Regions from separate parts of the Acanthopagrus latus genome. Here all the other regions are linked to region 2. The links are chromatin contacts, called in public Hi-C maps. All regions are on one chromosome and are shown on one strand. The core of a region is the stretch at or near the end of the contact, and the rest is flanking DNA. Distances in the headings are between cores, read along the strand shown. Region 1 holds the start of hnrnpub (heterogeneous nuclear ribonucleoprotein Ub). Region 2 holds the start of fam49a (protein FAM49A). Region 3 holds the start of cdc42bpab (serine/threonine-protein kinase MRCK alpha).

Region 1 (3,007 bases), core at 421-2,920, 180 kb after region 2:
TACCTCACCCCACATCACCTTGGCAGCTATTCATTTATTTGTAATCCCATTTATTCCCATATTCATTCCAACAAGACGAAACTTTCTATTCAAAAACCACAAAACTACCCACGTGTTAGACCAGCTCAGTTCAGTCTCTCACCCAGCTTCAGCACGACTTTTGGAGGTTAGCTAGTTCAGGAGTTCCCAGCATCCTAACGAATTCAAATTTCATTTGGACTTGCACACAGTCGTTACCTAAGAAATTCAAAATGAACGTGTAATTCTGGAAAACGCCAGTAAGAGTAATTAACGCGAACATGACAGGAGCGGGAGGAAACACCCTATAAATGCTGCAATTATCTTCGTTAGTCTGAACTTCTGAACATTTTTAAACACGTAACTATCACGTTATACCATTTTAAAGCAGGTTGTATCATAGTTAACCGAGCTAACAGCTAGCCCTGCACCCCCAGTCGTGGCTAAACGTCAATATGGGAACCACTGAACTAGCTAACCGGTTGGTCGGCTAGTTAGCACTGCACCACAGACAAAGAAAATGAGGTTAGCTGGCAAGCTAACACGCTAACCAAGCAAATAGAAACGCCGGACTTCGCCTAAATAGGAGCGTAGTTATCACTTCTTAACGTTGACTAGATCTAACAACATTAGATAATGAAATGATAACGTTAACCTTTAAGGACTGGACTATCGGTGGAAAAATGATTAGCTAACCAAGGTGGTGACCGATGCTAGCGCTAAGTTAGCTACCCGGCTAACTGTTTCAGTTTGTGGCTAACGCTCGCTAGTCAAGTGAGGTCACGGTATCTAGCTCAACATGGACGCTGCTGTGCGGTTACGCATTCAAATTGAGTCTCTCCCAGCCGGCTCCCTCCCGCGGTAGCATTAGCGCTAACGTTATATAGCAAAAACCGACACCCAGCCACAGACCATCCAGCCAGTCACATTATTCCAGAGCAAACGGAGCCGACTCACCCTCTGTAGCCTGGTCCCCGGGCTCACCATCCTCCGCCTCGATTTTCTCCATGTCGTCCACATCTCCCTTGAGCATGGGATCCATCTCGTCGTCCTCTTCCCCGTCCGCGTCCTCTTCCCCCTCACCCATCTCCTCGTCCTCGGCAACGCCATCACCGTCGCCTCCATTTTCCGGCTCCTCTTCCTCCTCCTCCTCTTCTTCTTCTTCCTCCTCGTCTTCGTTGGCTTCCATGCTTTCTTCTATCGGGCCATCATCGCCCTCTTCTTCCTCGCCCATGCCCTCCTGGTCGGCGGCCTGCTCGCTCCCCGCGGCTTGCTGGTCCAGCGGAGAGACCAGGGCCTCGTCGTCCAAGGCGGCCTGCAGGCGGTCCATCAGCTCGGCCTTCAGCCCCTTATCCGAAAGATTCCGCTTCTTCAGCTCGTCTTTCAGCTCGTTCACTTTCAGCTTCTTGACGTTAATTGAGCTCATCGTGACGGGAACAAAAAAATGTAAGGAAAGATTCACAGAACAGGACGATAAATAAATAACTGGACGCACTTTTGTTTTAACGGATGGTAGCTGAAATCTGCGCCAAATGGCAGCCGCGCTGTCCGACCAATCTCTCACCGGCGAAGGAGCTGCACTGAGCGGCCGTGTGGGGGAGGAGGCTGACGTCACCGGCCGTAATTACCCAGAGAGCACCGCAGCAGCGCCGACCATCTGTCACCGGCTTTATAACAGCGGAGCGACGTGTGCAGGAGAGGAGGGCCAGGATGGAGCTCAGCGCGTATTTATCCGCATAATCAATGTCTTTGATTATAAATGTGAGAATAAAGGTTTATTATAGGACACCAGGGGCTGTTTCAGAGTCAGAACCAGAACCAGAATAATTTATTCATGTTTTTGTTACATGTGCTCAGTGGAAAGTAGAAACAGAAATGCAACATGAATGGAAACAAGAGATGAAGATAAAGATATAAATAAAATATTAAAGTAGACAATAAAATAACATAATAAAGTCGACAATCTGGAAATATATAAAATATATAAATATATTGACAAACAAACATATAAACATACATACAAACATATATACAAACACATATACAAGGGTTAAATCACAAGTTAAGATAAGATATCATATCAATTCTTTGGACAACTGCCAGTATTTCTTTATTGTTCCACAAATAGGGAAATTTGTTTGCCGCAGCAGCCAAAGGACAGAACCCTAACATTACAAAATAACCCCAATAACAATGGTTAAAAATCAACAATATCATTAAAAAGGTAAGAAATAGAATAGACACGTTTATACATATAAATATGGTTCAAAATTGATTATAAACACGTGCAAAACATAAGGCACGTGCAAACATAAGACCCAAGGGGTGTTTGAGCCCCTGCTCTTTTTGCCTCATATTAAAAAATGCCCCTTTTGTGTCTTTTTTAATGAATAAATGATTTCCTGTTATGCAAAATCATTTCCTTGTTACACAGTGTTGAGAGAGAAGCTGCCTCGTGGAGAACTCCACCACACATAACACTGCTGTTCCTACTGACACTCACAGTACTCATTTCTTGGTTTTGTCACATTTTTAGGCGTTTGCCCTGCAATAAATAGCCTATTAATAACCCAGTGTTTCATTGCTTTTTAAGAACTGCAGTTGAATTTCATGTCTGCCAAACCTCAGTATCATGATAATGTGAATAAACTCATGATGACAGTAATTTGTTGACACAAAATAAATGGTAATCACGTATCGCTCACAGCTACACAGGATATACAGCTACGTAGTTCGCTTTCTATAAGTACTTTGTTTATTAATTTTGCATTAATTAATCTACATATTGTTATTGAGGCCTGAAAACAATGACTGTCCTTCTCTGACTTTGAGCCCCTGCCTCTCTATAATCATGTGCACGTCCCTGGTAAACACTGATATAATAATATTAAATTCAAACTCTTCCTACAGTGATGTTTTTACAGCATTATAACACTGACTGCATGTTTGCACGCTCATGTCAGCAGCTTTGTGTGACTCCTCTGCTGTG
Region 2 (3,068 bases), core at 319-2,818:
TGTACAGAGCAATAAACACACATGCTGAGTGTTTATTCGTGTGTGTGTGTGTGTGTGTGTGTGTGTGAAGTTGCAGCTAAGGAAACTTATCTCCATGACAACCAGCGGTTGTGGTGGTGGAGGACGTGGGCGTGTCCTGACCCCCCCTATCATCTAACCTAACTGGCCCTTATAGTCCTATGGAGGTGTGTTTACCCTGTACATACCTTCAACCACACTGCTGACAACAATGAGCACCAAGTCTTTCCCACACACACACTCACTCACACACACACACACACACACACACACACACACTCAGGGCTTCAGAGTGCGTCGTGGCAACCTGGTGTGGCAACACACACGCACACAGGAATAGCATCAGGGAGCTACATGTGGCCCTGCGCTGTTTTGACTGTAGGGCCTTGACATTTTTAAAGGCTCTGTGTGTGTTTCTGTTGCGTTGCGATGCGATGAAGCCCCTCAGGGACAAATATGCGAGTCCCTCGTTCTCCAGAGCCACTGATGTTCAAACATGCCTTTGACTTCCTCCATCAATCTTGGTGCCGGGCCATGGCCAGCCGTTACAAGCAGGAAGTTTACTATGATGTGAGTTCCAGTTCGGTTTACGAACCCCTGACCTGGTTCTGAATGTTATGAGGCCAAAGAGAAAAGCAGTTTTGTTTGGTTAACACAAACAGCTCAAGTGAACAGGTTATGATAAGCTCTGAAAGTTGTTAAAAGTAGTGAAAACTTATTTTTGGCTGCAACTAATGTCCTGTTGATGTCCTTGAATAACTGATTAAACATTTTCTCTCTAAAATACTGAAATATATATCTGATATAAATGAGATAATAAATGTAAAGTGTGTGGATCCAGGAGGACGACTGAGCATTACCAAGTGGTGCCCGAGCCACACAACCTCTTCTCCACTGTGGTGACCTGGGAGAGAACACACAAGATAATTAGCAGTAAAAAAGAAAATATCAGAATGAAATGAGTCATCATAGTAAAACAAAAATGGAGGAGAAATGTTCAGAGCAACTTTAGTGTACCTCAAGCCACATCAAAGGTACAATACTACTACTACTACTACTACTACTACTACTACTAATAATAATAATAATAGTAATAATAATAATGATAATAAACTTTATTGACATGGCACCTTTAAAACAGTGTTTACGAAGTACTTTGACAATCAAAGCAAATAGTTTAAGCTAAGTTTAAAACAGGAAGGCAGAATACAAATTGTAAAAATGCAAAAAAAATCAAAAAAGGAAGGTGAAGGTAAGAACTATAAACAAATAAGTCATCTTGGAGCATTAAAAGTATTAAAGGATGTAAAGAAGGATGACTTGACATAAAAACAAGTCTGTATTAATCATCTAATCAGAGCTCTGGATCGATGCAGCAGCTCTCATCATGAGGAAATAATGTGCCTGCACACACAAAACAACAATAGAGGATTTAATTGGCCCATTTCGCACTGTCCCTAATATTGACCAATTACAGACGCGAGTGGGCGGGGCTTGACATACGCTTTTTTCCTCTTCTTCTTCTTGTACTTCTTCAGTTTGTCCGGTGGCAGAAGGAGGGGTGTGTGTTGTTGTCGGTTGCTGCTGGGGACAGGCGGAGCTGCCAGGGTCGGTGAAAGTACTGTCGAGTAGCAACAAGACTTCTTCGGTTCTGAACAACTCGAACCAAGAAAAAACAAAAAAAAGTACCGGCCCGAGAAACACACAGGTGAGTTTTCATGTTTTCAGCTAACTTTTTTGCTGCGCGTGCGGTGGGCGCCAAAGTTGTATTTTCACTCCGCCTGGTGTTGTGCCAGATTGTGTGTCCCCGTCAAATCGGAGTCTGTCAGTTGAGTTCACATGGGAAGAGATGCCGGGGAGGAAGCGCTAACCTGCTAGCTAACGTTAGCCGCTTTTTGAGCGCTGGAGTTAGTTACGTGTTGGCGACGGACGAGGTGTAAAAGTGACGAGGTGCTTCATGTGTAAAGCGCTTGTGTCTTATTTAGTCTCTCGGACTGTCTTTTATATTAGTGGAGTAATTTCTTTGGGTGTTTGCCTGACAGCGGTACCGGCTAGCAGGCGGACCGACTAGCCCAGCAAACTTAGCTTGCGAGAGTAGCAGCCGAACTCGAGCCACGTTTCATAGAGTTTCTCCTCGTCACTTTCCTGAAAGATTGCATTTCCCCCCCAGTTCTTACTCGCTTGAGTGAGTGAGCGGTATGAAATCCTCTGGAGCTCTGGTTTGCTTCAAAGTTATAACAGTTTAACAACTTTTTTTTTTTGAAACCGCAATCACTGCATCCTACACAGGGAGGCTGACATCAGTGGACTGCTCTCAGACTGGCAGGTGGTTTTGAAACTGAATATGATTTGTTTCCTCTCCAGTCTTCTGATGTGGGGATTTCTCAGCCTGTCTAACTGGTCGACAGATCCACATCAGCCCCGGTTCAGTTGCATGTTGTAAATGCCAGACAGCCGCAGCAGCAGCTGTTTCTTTCTCTTCTCTTGACGCGAGTTGCCAATGAGTGTCTCTCGTTTTTGCCCCATGGGGTTGTTACTGGAGTACATGCTTACATTACAGCTCAACAACAGCAGCACATTCATTCAGTCTGTTGTTATGAGTCACTGCAGTGATGAGGTGGAGGTGGTGGTACCCTGCAAATTCAGAAAAGTTGATCACGACTAAAGTCTTTCCAAGAACTGGTCCAAAAGTCCAAAGCATTCATTTTTTGCGAAGATTCAGAATGTTTTGAGTCGACCGGGAAGTAATGTTGGTGTTTTGTCGTGTATAATCAGATATGGAATGACTGGTTGATTTGGGAATCTTGCAGTGAAGCAGCTCTTTGAGGAGATAGTAGTCAGACAGATGAGGACGACTACTGTCGACCCCTCACGTGTCCTACACTCTCAGTATGAGCTGCTTCCATCCATTCAACATAACCGGGTCCCAGTTTAATATAAGAGAAGATACCAGGAAAAAAACTCACTCATTCCCATATCAGTGAATCTCCTAAACTGAGGCCATGAGGCAGAGGTATGATGAGGGCGAGGGGTGGAATGTATTTGGCACT
Region 3 (2,709 bases), core at 44-2,543, 160 kb after region 2:
AGGATATCCAGCAGCGTCTCCACACTCAGGCACTGGCCATTAGACTGAGCTGGCCCGTCCAGGATCAGCTTCTCCAGCTTCTTCAAACGCACCTCTCCCGACATGATTATTCCGGCTTGTTGGTTTTTGAACTAATGATGGTGGTGATGAAGGAGGTGGTGGTGGTGGTGGGGAAGAGGGCAGACACCTCCTCGGCCTGTTTAGTTAGCACAGAGGGGCCTGTAAAAAAATAAGTTCTCTCACCTTGAATACGTCTCAAAAATGATAATAAAAACTTTGAGTTGAGGGGAAGGCCGGCGGCTAATGCCTCGTTAAAATCGGCCTATTCATGATCTCCCTCTCGAGATCCAGTATCTAAGAGGTGGATAAGACATGTAGCACTTCCCCATTTTATAATACCTATCCCCACAGGGCATATACGAAAAGAAGTAGTCACAATTACAGACCCTGGCTGCTCCGGGCCGGTGGATTTTTTTTTGATGAAATCCCAGCGTTAGCTTGCAGTTTTCTGGTCTTCTCCGCTCGGGGAAATGTATACAAAAAAAGATGGAGTCGATGCTGTTTCAACAGATCCCCCTGAGTTGTTGTGGCGGATATTTGGGACTCTCCATTCTTGCAGCAACCCAAAAATGCAAGGCAGATCTGCAATGCTACAAAGCCCCAGCGCCCCTCCTCTGCTCCAGGAATGGAAGGGCGACACAGGCTTAGTTAGCAGCCTGCTAGGTTAGCTATTTAGCTAGCCAGCGAGCTAACGTTAACGTTACTTTTCCCCGTTCCTAACTGCCATCGTTGCTCCTTTTCTCCCAGGAGTTGACGTACAATCTCTCACAGTGTTGTCGGAGCTTAACTGATTTTTTATTTATTTTTATTTGTTTGCTATGTTTCCATCCAACTGTGGGAAGAAAAAAAAATATTCCCTTGTTTTCTCAACTCAATGCTGGCACAAATGTTCTTTAAATCCCAAATCTTCGTCCAGAAACCAAAACGTCTCTTTTTCTTCACAGTTGTTCAAACCGACGGTTAGTTACAGTTCAAGAGTTCCAGTAAGTTAGCCGTTAAAAAGAAAAAAAGAAAAACAATATGCGGGTCCTTTCTCTGTGAAGGTTACTGAGGAGCTCGTTTCACGTCAAGAGGAAAAGCTGTAGTCTAGTCTCGCTTATTCCAAATACGGGACACAGCCTAAACTCCCTCTGTCCTTCCCGTCGCCTGCTGCCTCCCCCGCCGGTCGGTCGCTTCTTGCCGTCTCTGCACAGTCAAGCTACCAGCGAAGCCTGCCGCCAGAGTCTCACGTAGGGAAAGAGCGCCGAGCAGACAGCGCTAACAGCAACGCCGCGGTGGATTGTGGGAAAAGTCGGGCCTGGTCGTGAAGTATGAATGGGATGGGGGGAAAATGTCAGTTGGCTCGCGAGGTTGCTCATAACACGCTAAAAACACAAAGTTTGAATCTAGTTACAAAACTCTACATATTTCTAGCTGGTTGAGAATGTCTCAGCTGTAAGGCTGAACGTTAAACGTCGACTTATTTTATATTTTTTCCCCCCAGCTTTCACGCATGCGTAGAACGCCGAATCCCTCCGAATCGGCCATCTTTGCTGCGCCGCAGCGTGAATCCGCCCATTGCTCTACAGCCAGCAGCCCATCTCCCCTGGCGTTGTAGCAACTCTGTTCGCTGCTGCAGGCAAAATCCCAGATCATCATCATGGCGCCCGGCACAGCATCTGCTGTGGTGCGGGAGGGGATGGAGGTGCTGGAGGGTGGAGGGGGTGGAGGGAGGCTGTCAATATTGTGAATGGAAACTGCGGGTTGTCTGTCAGTCTGCTGGTGACGTGGTGCGGAGCGGACACGTTTTCTCCTCCAGACAGGAATAATAATGACTGCTGCTGTCTCTTTAATTGACTGCAGAGCAATATGTGCATGCAGATAAACCTGTGTGGAGGCAACCATCAGTGTGATAGTTTACCTTTGAGTGAGTGTTCCAAATGCATACATTTACACAATTCTGACATTTTATTTTATTGGAGTTTATGGCACCTCAGTTACAAGCTGAGTATCTTGTGCATGTGTGATCACAGCTACCTGAGGTCCCAACAGGCCTTCTGACTCATATATAATGACATATTTTCACATTTCACATTTACTTGACTGCGTTTTCCATCCGTCAGCGTCAAGGTGTGTTCACCTGCGTCAACCTCCCGGACTGCTCTCACAGGTTTGGAGGAGTTTGTAATGCCGAGAGTAAACTCTCTAAGACAAACAGGCCTGTAGGTCAGAGTGAGTCAGATATTTGCTATATGCACAGATCCCTGAATAAGACTTGAACACAGAAGTTGAATCACACAGACAGGTGTCAGTCAGTCAGACTATCTGCAGGTGGAGGCTGATTTGCACTCTTCTGTCTGTTCTAATAAACCTGTTGGAGTGGCTAATAACAAACTGTAAGAAAACAATCATAGTCATGCATTTCATGTGATCACATGAATCATGAAAGCACAGAGCAAAGACGGGTATTTTACAGTGTCACACTTTAAATGCTTTAATTCTTGCTGGGAAACGTCCCATCCTTTTGAAGTGAGGCGCTTATCTCTGCTCAAAGTACATCTATTAATGATTAACGGCCCTCGTAGCAACTGAGTCTTAGGGAGGCGGGGGAGGCAGACATAGAGGCCTTGTGTTTTTGAGCCTGTCATGCCGCACGACATGAAAGAATAA

Evidence for each region. Hi-C and Micro-C count contacts between places; a contact is called where the count stands out from the background.
Region 1: a contact with region 2 is called in a Hi-C map of muscle, with 3 times the contacts expected there. The contact joins the promoter of hnrnpub here to the promoter of fam49a in region 2. A contact is called at or near these places in 2 of 4 Hi-C or Micro-C datasets (liver and muscle).
Region 3: a contact with region 2 is called in a Hi-C map of muscle, with 3 times the contacts expected there. The contact joins the promoter of cdc42bpab here to the promoter of fam49a in region 2. A contact is called at or near these places in 2 of 4 Hi-C or Micro-C datasets (liver and muscle).

The regions. Positions count from the first base shown.
Region 1 is chr22:24,356,543-24,359,549 of fAcaLat1.1, forward strand. It overlaps hnrnpub (heterogeneous nuclear ribonucleoprotein Ub), which reads right to left and starts at 1,671. Exons shown (of 14, transcript XM_037086038.1): 1 at 976-1,671. The coding sequence starts at 1,444.
Region 2 is chr22:24,178,556-24,181,623 of fAcaLat1.1, forward strand. It overlaps fam49a (protein FAM49A), which reads left to right and starts at 1,569. Exons shown (of 12, transcript XM_037085661.1): 1 at 1,569-1,726.
Region 3 is chr22:24,335,511-24,338,219 of fAcaLat1.1, forward strand. It overlaps cdc42bpab (serine/threonine-protein kinase MRCK alpha), which reads right to left and starts at 1,294. Exons shown (of 43, transcript XM_037085643.1): 1 at 1-1,294. The coding sequence starts at 104.